Regions from separate parts of the Ovis aries genome. Here region 2 is linked to region 1. The links are chromatin contacts, called in public Hi-C maps. All regions are on one chromosome and are shown on one strand. The core of a region is the stretch at or near the end of the contact, and the rest is flanking DNA. Distances in the headings are between cores, read along the strand shown. Region 1 overlaps STK17B (serine/threonine kinase 17b). Region 2 overlaps HECW2 (HECT, C2 and WW domain containing E3 ubiquitin protein ligase 2).

Region 1 (5,234 bases), core at 2,243-4,742:
GCTCCAATGTCTAGTATTAGGAAATGCTATTAAGTAGCTTGATTATTAGGCCCTGTTTATATTATCATGATTTATTCCAGTCCTAAAAAAACACTAGCTTTTATTTGCCTTCTAATAACTAAATAGGTATTATAAAACTTAATACCTGTTAGTATAATATTTAAATATCACACTTTGGGTTTTTTTTAAAAGGGATCCTGAGGTGAATTTGAATTTTCACAAGTAATATAATAATAAAGGCATATATCTTAAGGTTACAAATTAGTATTTATTATATAGAATTTTGATGTTAATTCAGAATTTATAAAATTCTTTTTTCTGGGTGGTATTAAACAGGGTATTGATTCTTGCTTAGTATTTACCCTAAATGCCTGTATGATCTTTGCGTAAGAATGGACCTGTTACTTGCATAATGAACACCATCTGCTCTAAATAAATGCAGAGAAAACATTGAGGCCTTAAAAAATCTGAGCAATAATGGCTCATGTACTTTCAGCCAAGTAAACCCTTAATGTGTAAAGAGATGTTTTACTGTTGCACATGGGTTAGTTTCTGCATTTAGAGTCTAGTCATATATATTCACAGCCATCTTTTTTAGCCAAAGGCATTTGTTAGTTTTTTGTCTATCCTAGCTTGATATAGATAACTTAAACAAAGGAGAGTATAAATACTGCCATAATTTCACAATCCAAAGATAACCACTGTTAATATATTGTCATAGTTTCCTGTATTTTCATCTGTTTGGTTTTATATTTAACAATATTATTTAAAACATATTTGAAAATTATATATAACAAACATATATTTATAACAAAATTAATATATTGTATATAAAGTTTTATCTTCCTTTTTTCATTATATGAGTTAAAATATTTGAAAGCACAATTTTTATTAGGTATGTAATATCCTGTTATTTAGGTATATTTAACCATTTCCTTATTGTTAAACTTTGGGATGCATTCACTCTGAAAGCTTTTTGGTTTTTTTCCACTATTATAAATCATGCTTCATTAAGCATGTCTTTGACAACATCTAAGATTCATATTGATTCTTTTGAAACTTGAGAACAGAAAATAATTATAAAATATATGTCTGTTTTACTAGATTCTTATGAATAGATTGCTTTTTAGCTGATGTATTATAGCATAAGATAAACATCTTAGATTCTAGAATCTAGAAAAGGTGAACATCTTAGAATTAAGAGCCTACACTCTGTCTCTATGGGTAAATTTGCTGTGTTCTTGTGCTCATGATTCCTAAGGCCTGATGTGGAACAGTGTTGGGAATGTAGCCCAATTTGTATCTTTGATACAGGTATATCCCTTCTTTCTGTATATATGCTAATAACATATATATGATCATAAGCATACACATCTATAGACTTGTAAATTTAGGGAAAAAAATCTTAGAGCCCAAGAATGACCTGAAGAAAAAAACACTAAGCATAGAAATTGGTAACCATATTGATTTTTCAGAGAGGAATATGTGAACAGTGAAACTGAATGCCATCAGAACTAAGGTATATAAATAGTTCATCAAAACGGAATAAAAAAGACAGATTTTAAGAACTAGTTTAAGCTAACTTGGAGTGAGAGTTTTGTATATGGAGAGAGGGTAAGCTATTCAACAGTGGCAGGGACTGTCACTGGAGAAGATCTTTCAGAGAGTACTAACAGTATTTGTTTATTGAATGCCATGATGTGCTTTCACGACTAGCGCTGTACCAGTGTCATTCTTCATGAGTTTGTATCTTAATTTTTAGTATTTAGGGCACTGCAAGATAGATTCTATGATTCATCCATACTTCAGGGGCAGCAGAATTGCAGCTTTCCTCGCTAGTAATCAGGAGAAATGCAAAGTCAATCTCAAAACTGTCTGAATGGGGCATATGTCGGCAAGGAAATGATAAGCTCTCCTCCCCAAGGCTAGTGGGATGAAAAGAAGGGACCAACTCTGTTTGTGATTAATTGTTTTTAATTCAAACAAAAGAATAAGATTGAAACCTCCAAGCATTTGTTATATTTGTATCCCTTCCGACACATTTGAAATACTACTTTCTTTCTTTTTAAAAGTAGCTGTATTACTTTGCTAGGCTGCTGTAACAAAGTACTGTAGATAGGGTGACTTAAGCAACTTGAAATTAACTTTCTTACAATTCTGGAGAATAGAATTTTGAGATCAAGGTGTCAACAGGCTTGGCTTCTCTGAGGCCTGTCTCTGGCTTGTGAATGGCCTTCTCCCTGTGTCTTCATCTGGTCTTCCCCTGTGTGTTTCTGTATCCTAATCACAATTTTTTAATGAAGATACTTAACTTGGTGTATTGCTTTAAGGCCCACCCTAATGGCCTCATTTTAATTTAATTACCCATTTAAAGGCCCTTTCTCCTAATACAGTCACTTTCTGAGGTACTAGGGGATTAGGACTTTAAGGTAGGAATTTTGAGGGGAGGGACATAATTCACCTCAGAACAGCAGCAAAGGTAAATGCCTCATAACTGGTATGATGGATAAATGGGATTCAGACTCAGATGCGGCTCAATGCAAATGTTATTTTCAGAGTGGTACTCTGCTAATTTTGGAACACTAGAGATGTACCTCAAAACTAGTTAGGTCTGTTTTTCCAAAGGCCAAGAGAAAAAAAATGCTGACTTAAAACCAGGGAAATCCAGAAACTGAAAACACTCCCCTCTAATCACACTGTTCACTTGCTAAGTTGAATATAGGTGGCGTTTGAATGTAGGAAGCTATAGAACATGTCAAGTAGGAAATAAACGGAGGAAAAACGTGACAGAGAAGGAAAAAAGCTTAGGGATTCTTGTAAGAGTGTGCTAGAAGAGTAATACTGGATCTCTATTACATAGGCATAGCAGAAGGAAGTATCTAAAAATATGTAGTTTGTCATTATATGAATTCAATTAATGTGAAATAGTAGTTTTAATATTAAAACTGAATACTTGTAAATATCATAAAAGTTCCAGATAAATATGCGCTTCAGATACAGATTAGAACTCCAGAATAGGGCTTAATGTGTAGTTGCTCACTCATCCGACAAAATTATACAGCTTTTCATACTCTGTGCTGGGTTCTGAATCTAAGACCCGTGAAGCAAGTCTATTTCTTTTAGTGACTCAGATGTCAGTAATATAACTCACAACATGTGAATTTGCCACTATATTTATTTGCCCATGTAAAATTAAATTTAAAATGAATAATTGTTTTTCTATGTTAAATTATCATTATGTGCAGATACAACTTTAAAGAATCAAAGTTTTAAAATGAAATTGAATGATGATATTACAATATTAACTTTTTAAAAGAATTTGGTAGGTATTACAGGCATTTTCAGTAGTTTTATTCTGAAATGAAATTCAGTAACATAGGTGATACCAATTTATGTGTCTGGTCTTTGTTTTTCTTTTTATGGGGTAGAATATGCTTTTAAATCTTCTTCCGTCTTTTTCTTTTTCTTTTTTTTTTGGTTGTACCTTATAGCTATATTTGGAGCTGTACAGTATAACGCATATCCTGTCTGAGATAACATTTTTTTCCCCTTAATTGCATATAAGTTATACCCTGCGTCTCCTCTTTTTTTAAACAGATAAAAATAAGTGACTGAAGAAGCCTATCTGGGAGTCATCATGTTGAGGAGAAGATTTGATTGCCGAAGTATTTCGGGCATGCTAACTACCACTCCTCAAACCCCAATTAAAGTGGAAAACTTTAATAATTTTTATACACTTACATCTAAAGAACTGGGAAGGTAAGGAAACTTTTGATGTGTGTGTGTTTAAAATCACAGGATTTCTTTGTCTATATGTTTATAAAACTCACTTGATTATTATTTAGCAATGATTAGAAAGAAAAGTCCTCATCTCTGCTGATATATACAGGGATCTAGTCTTAAGTGACCTGGAAATCAAATCCATGGAGGGTTACTGAGCCTGTAAGATATATCACACCTCACTTCATAGCCCATGGTGGGAAGTCAGGGCTTTTACTTGAGTTTGTCCAAGGGAAGAGGCAGCTTAGCATAGTGGACTGTCACATCCAAATTTGGGGTTAGCCATTTGCTATTTGATCTCAAATTACTGTTCCTCTCAGTTCTGTAGTTTCCTCATCTGAGAAGTGGGAATGAAGGTAATCGTATATATTTTATATCGTTGTTGTGAGTCTTAAACAAGTTAATATTTATAAAATAGTAGAATGCTATAAAGTTTTTGTTGAATAGCTTTTCTAATTCTCAGGATGTTGTGCCAGCCTAAAAAATGTAGAGATTCTCCTCCTTCTCTTTTCTAAACAAAATGAATTAATTCATATTTGATAATATAATTCCATATGACAAACAGTGCATGTTCTGTAAGTAAAACCTGTATTTATTTACACTGATACTGATCCGTTTTTGTTTAACGAAGGTGTAAATTCCTTCAGGCTGAGGAGTGACCTGAGATTATGAGACCTAAATTTAACACTACCATTTGAATATATATGAAAATTACAAAAGATATACCAAATAATTTGTTATGTATTCAGCATTTTGAGCTTTAAATTTAAACACTTAACAAAGGGAGGATGGTGATCATTTTCTGTCTTTAGTTTGATTTTTATGTTAAAATAGTAAAAGCCTATGTTTGTGTTGATGGATGCACAGTAAAATAGTATGAATGATTTTTTTGTGTTTGATAATGTCAATGTGAAAACAAAAATTGACTGAAACATGGCAAGTAATTCTGTTCTTGGTGGTCTTTTATGTCAAAGACGAAGGCAAGTCCTGGCTTTTTCACTTGTCAGATATTGGGAGCAGTCTTTCTTTTACAAAATAAGGGTGATAATATCTATGTCATCAGACTAAGAACCAAATATGAAGGCATATTTATTTCGTAATTCCAGGCATATTTATTTATTTAATTTTGTGCATAAAATATTTGGGCCTTTTAATGGTTTATGAAAAGATATAGTTTTTAAAACCTTTCATGGTATTTTTAAGAAATAGTTTAGTTCTAAGTCTGTAATTATTTCTCTTTGCATTATACAGGAAAGAGTAAGTGTTCTTTAGTTGACTGTATCTCATTACTCATTAAATAGTCATAGAGTCTTTGCTTTGGAAGAACTTCAATGGTCAGTGGCCTTCTAATATAATTTTTATGCAGTGCAGCAATTTTTCCTGTAATTTTCCTGACAAGTTTTTTTTATCCAGCCTCAATTTGAATGTCTCAGGAATAGGGAACTCACTTCCTC
Region 2 (5,000 bases), core at 2,057-4,556, 110 kb before region 1:
ATGAAATCTGATTTTTATATCTACATTTAATTGCAAAATTATTAGTGAATCTTACAAAGCAAATAAAATATACATAGCCTCTATGTTAACAATGTATTTTTTGTCTTTCTCAATGAATTTGAATAGTTATGGAAACTATCTTCAGAAAAATTAATTTGGTTAAACTTAAAATGCCCTTATTTCAAGCACATTGTCCTACATACAAATGGATACTATTAGTACATCCCATTGAATAAGTTATTACTGTCTGTACCTTGAAGGTACATTTTATAGTAAACATTCTTGCAGACCCATCAGAGTGCCATTATACCAAAAATCAGGTATCATATGTTTCTGAATTTTATATTTACAATAAAAATGGTATAATATTACCATCTGTGCTTAAAATGTTTAAAAACATCTTATATTTTCCTACCATATGTTTTCTTACACTTATATTCCAAATCAAGTATAAGCTACATGAAATCAAGTTGTATTTTACTCATTTTATAAGTTCTTACTTCTCGTAGTACCTCATATCTTATATTGTATAAAGTGGGTGTTTAAGAAATATTTGATAAATTAATCAATTTCATAGCAGTATATTTGGGACTTAATGATAGCCCCTAAAATTATTCACCTCAAAGGGGTAAGTAACTACATTTCCAGTGTTCAAGATCACATATATAAAGATATAGAATCCCTCTTTTTAATAAATCAATTTATATATCTTTGTATATTCCAGTAATTACTTTACATCCCATGAAATGGTAGCGTAACAATTATTTATTTTAAAAACTTGGCTAAAATTCTCTAGCATGTAGCATTATTTTAAGTAACAAGATGAAATTTTGAATAATGTTATTAACCTTTAAAATTACATTGGGATTTTGATGGACATTTTAAAAAAGCTTAAGTTACTTTGCATATGATTAAGATGTTTACAGTTTTCCATTTTTTCTTCTACAGGTATAATTTTTCATGCATTCAACCTTTGCATTTCTTACAATGCATTTTTCTTATTTATTTATTTATATAGGCACTGAATGTTTTGTGTCTAGGTTTTCCAAAAGTATTTTATGTTTTTGTTTCTGTTATGAGTGGACTTTTTTTATAGTTTTCTAAATAATGACTGCCAAATCTAGAAAACTTCTAGCACGATTTTCTGGAAATTGGTGTCTCAAGTTATTTTTTTCATTTACCTTGACATTTTATATCACTGTCTAAAAAATACTGCTGTATCCTTGCCTACTCCTTTACATACTGTTTAACAGACTTATCCATTCTAATGTTAATGGGTTATATTGTAACCCATTTGTTTTTTCTTTCATATATATATTTTAAAATAAAATATATGCCTATATAACATAGTTTCAATTCCTGAATATCTTTTCAGTTAAAACTCTTGTATCAAATATATAATAAATTATTATAGTTAATAAGAAAATATAAACCTCTAGCTATACATTTTAGCATAACCTAGATATTCTTCAGAATAATGATGGATTTAGGGTACAAGCTGTTAAGAATGTCTGACTAAGGTGTCTTATAGCCACATGTTTTTTGCATGTAATAACTAAATTCCTTTCGTTAGTGTTAAAATAGTTTTGCTTTATTTTGCTTTACTGAGAATAATGTTTACCATTGTCTGTTAAATTATGAGGATTTTAAACCCTTCATGTGTATTATCTCTTTGGTCCTCACAGCATTAATTTCAGTATTACAGAGAGGCCAGAGTCTTATCTAGTGCATATCATAGAGGTACTCAATAGGTATCTGTGGAATTAACCAAGATAAATACAAAGATTAAAACAACTTGCCAACAATAGAAGCAGAAAAAGGAATATATGACCAGACATCTAATTTGGCTCTATTTTCAATAGATCATTCTGTCTGTTGAAAAAGGAATAAATAATTATGAGACCTATCTGATAATATACTCAATATTTTGAAATTTTTACATGCTACTATATAATAGTTCTATGCTAAGCCTTTTATTTGCATTTGTTCATTGAATCCTTTTCACCAACCTATGAGGCAAATACTGTAACTATGCTTATTTCAAGATGAGAAAACAAGCAGAGAGAGTTAAGTAACTCTCTGAATTCTTAGCACAGAGCTCATTTATATCCACTTACAACAAATATTGCTTCTAAATATATGACTAATTGATTTCACCTCTGTATGTCCATAAGCATTGTGAGATAATAATAGATCCATATTTTCAAACCTTACCTATGTAATGGGAAGTAGAAAGAAAAGTTGACCTTTCTACTCCTTGGTTCTTACCTCAAGCCAGACCATGCCCTGTGACTGTAATCAGAAATATGAATCATTAGTACTGATTTTCCTTTCTTGGCATTACTCCATCAGAAAAGTCATGAGGATTTCTCTAAAATTGCCTTGAGGCAATTTTTCACAACATATATATTTTTGAAGGTTTACTAAACTGTATACAGAAACCTGTTTACAGAAGAAGAAGGTGTCAGAAGATGAGATGGCTGGATGGCATCACCGATGCAATGGACATGAACTTGGGCAAACTTCAGGAAATAGTGAGGGACAGAGAGGCCTGGCATGCTGCAATTCATGGGGTTGCAAAGAATCAGACACGACTGGGCGACTGAACAACAGCAACCACATCATACAGGAAACATGTGTGCAGAGTCTGAAATCCAGAGAGTGTTGTGGTTTAGAGGCATTGGTGCTTCTGATTGTTTTTGATCACGTGCCCTACTTTAACTACACCAAAATGTTGGTTGGTTTCAGTGAGGCTATTTTCTGTGGGAATTCCAGTCTTGAGACTATGTTCCTTGTCCTCAAATGATCTTCTGCTTGAGTTGATCTTCTGGGGTGATTCTACGCATTGGGAGGAAGTGGTTACCAAGGTCTGAATTCGACAGGCATCTGAGAGACAGTAGTAGCCAGCGACTTTTTCCTGAGATGTCACTATATATATAGTCTAGTATCTGTATGAATCTCTTAGTTATATAACAGTTGTGTTTTCTTATGAAGAAGTTGTCATTACCTGTTTTGTATTTCCTGCAGTGGGTTCTGTTTTAGTAAATAGTGTTAGCTTTCTGGTTCTCTTTTCTCCACCACAACAAAAAATGGTATAAAGATAAGTTTATTCCAAATACTGAATAGACTCAGGGAAATTTGTTTGGAGCCAAATGTATTTTGGTATTAACGGATCATTTGCCTGGTTTGATTTTGCTAAGCCCGTCTTATGTACACAGCATAGTGCTGGGTACTGGAAGGCACAGAGATAAAGGAGGAAGGGCTTTTGCCCTCCAGAATCGCACGACTCAGAAGGAACTGAAGTTATAACTGAGTGGCTGTGTGAGAAAGTGCAGTGCTGGAGGAAGTGCTGGAGTGTGTTGTAAAGGGTACAGTGAGCAACATGCCCATGAGGAAATGGTCCAATGATAAAATGTTCTTTGAATATAATCTTGCATGCTCAGTCACTCAGTCGTGTCTGACTCTTTGCAACCCCATAGACTGTAGCCCACCAGGCTCCTCTGTCCATGGGATTTTTCCAGGCAAGGATACTGGAGTGGGTTGCCATTTCCTCCTCCAGGGGATCTTCCCAACCCAGGGATTGAACCTGGGTCTCCTGTATTGCAGGCAGATTCTTTACCACCGAGCCACCAGGGAAGCCAATATAATCTTCATTCTCATTATAAACTGCTAAGATTGAATAGAATTTCTTCATTAAGGTGAAGGCAATAAAGAAAGAAATTAGAGGATTACCACAGATTTATTCTAACTCTGTAAATTTATAAAATAAATGAGTAAATATATTAATGTAACTTTCAAAAGTCCTTCTAATCAGAGTCATGTGAATCTTCAACAATATTTCTCAAACTTGTTATGATTATTTCAGATACTGGGTGGACTCATGGAAATTTTTTAGGATCCAATCTGTTATTTTCCATCCTAAAAGGAAAACAAACATTTCAGATCTACAATAGTGATTTTTAACCATGTGTATTTAGTGAAACGTAAAATGTGTACAAATATAAAACATGCATAAACTCCATATCCTTACAGCTTTATAAGCTATAAAACCAAAAGAAATATAAGTTAAGTAAAAACAAAAAATATAACATTTGAGTTAATGATATTGCGAGAAGATTTTGTTTTGCAGAAGTCAAATCACCAATGTTGAGACCAGTGTCAGTGGAAAGATATATTTGTGCTTTGTATTTCACTTGTGTTTGACTTGATTCTTTTGATTTTTGTGTCTAACGGTCTATCACATGCATCTGTGGCATTATCTTGGTCATAATTTTTCTTGCTTAACAAATAGCTTGCTTTTATCTATGTGATGAGCCAATTCACTTGTGTACCCCCAAGTATAATACTGAAGAAAATATATCATTAAACATATCCTTTGATGATTCTACTGCCATTTTTCTACTTATAAACTATTTATAAACTTTTGTTCTTAGAAAAAATCATAACACATGCTTTATTTAGCATTTTTAAATCCATTTATTTTGTTTTCTCTTTAGCCTATGGCAATTTACATATACGTTACCTTGCCTTATTTCATCATTATCATTTAATCTGCAATTTAATACTACCAAAGAAAAGTTTTGTCTTTTTAAATGGTGAAAGAATTGCGTGTTAGTAGCAGACAGGTACAGCTATCGTATTTAACATCAAGCCCTGCTCATCAACACTCTAAAAGTTCACCTCTGATCACTTGGCAACAAGTGTCTTGTTAATGCAAACGTGGGAGTTGAAGTCACTTTGTAATGTTTAGTCATAAATGTCATCCAGCTTGTCCAAAATATGCTTACCTCATATTAGCAGTTTTAATCATCAAAGTGGAAACACAGCATGTAAAAATTCTCCTAGTATTCAAGATTATGTCTGTAGATTTCTAGTAGGCAATGATGCCAGTTTAAGAAATGCTGGACTAAAGAATATTGGGCAAATACCTGATAACCAAGGAATAGTTCCTGTTTTTCCCCCCATCAGAAAAGATTGGTGATATTTCTGAGGATAACTAC

Evidence for each region. A called contact is a pair of places that touch in the nucleus more often than the background predicts.
Region 2: a Hi-C map of blood shows a contact between it and region 1, with 2.1 times the contacts expected there. The contact joins two enhancer-like sites. A contact is called at or near these places in 3 of 16 Hi-C or Micro-C datasets (all in blood).

Annotation. Positions count from the first base shown.
Region 1 is chr2:198,419,654-198,424,887 of ARS-UI_Ramb_v3.0, reverse strand. It overlaps STK17B (serine/threonine kinase 17b), which reads left to right. Exons shown (of 10, transcript XM_042244014.2): 4 at 3,598-3,759. The coding sequence starts at 3,638. Among named protein-coding and RNA genes, the nearest start is that of STK17B, 9.0 kb to the left of the region's middle. Within about 2 kb of position 3,492, at least 4 of the 54 cell types and tissues checked have an H3K27ac peak or open chromatin away from gene starts, as enhancers often do.
Region 2 is chr2:198,525,752-198,530,751 of ARS-UI_Ramb_v3.0, reverse strand. All of the region lies in intron 17 of HECW2 (HECT, C2 and WW domain containing E3 ubiquitin protein ligase 2), which reads left to right. Among named protein-coding and RNA genes, the nearest start is that of STK17B, 97 kb to the right of the region's middle. Within about 2 kb of position 3,306, at least 10 of the 54 cell types and tissues checked have an H3K27ac peak or open chromatin away from gene starts, as enhancers often do.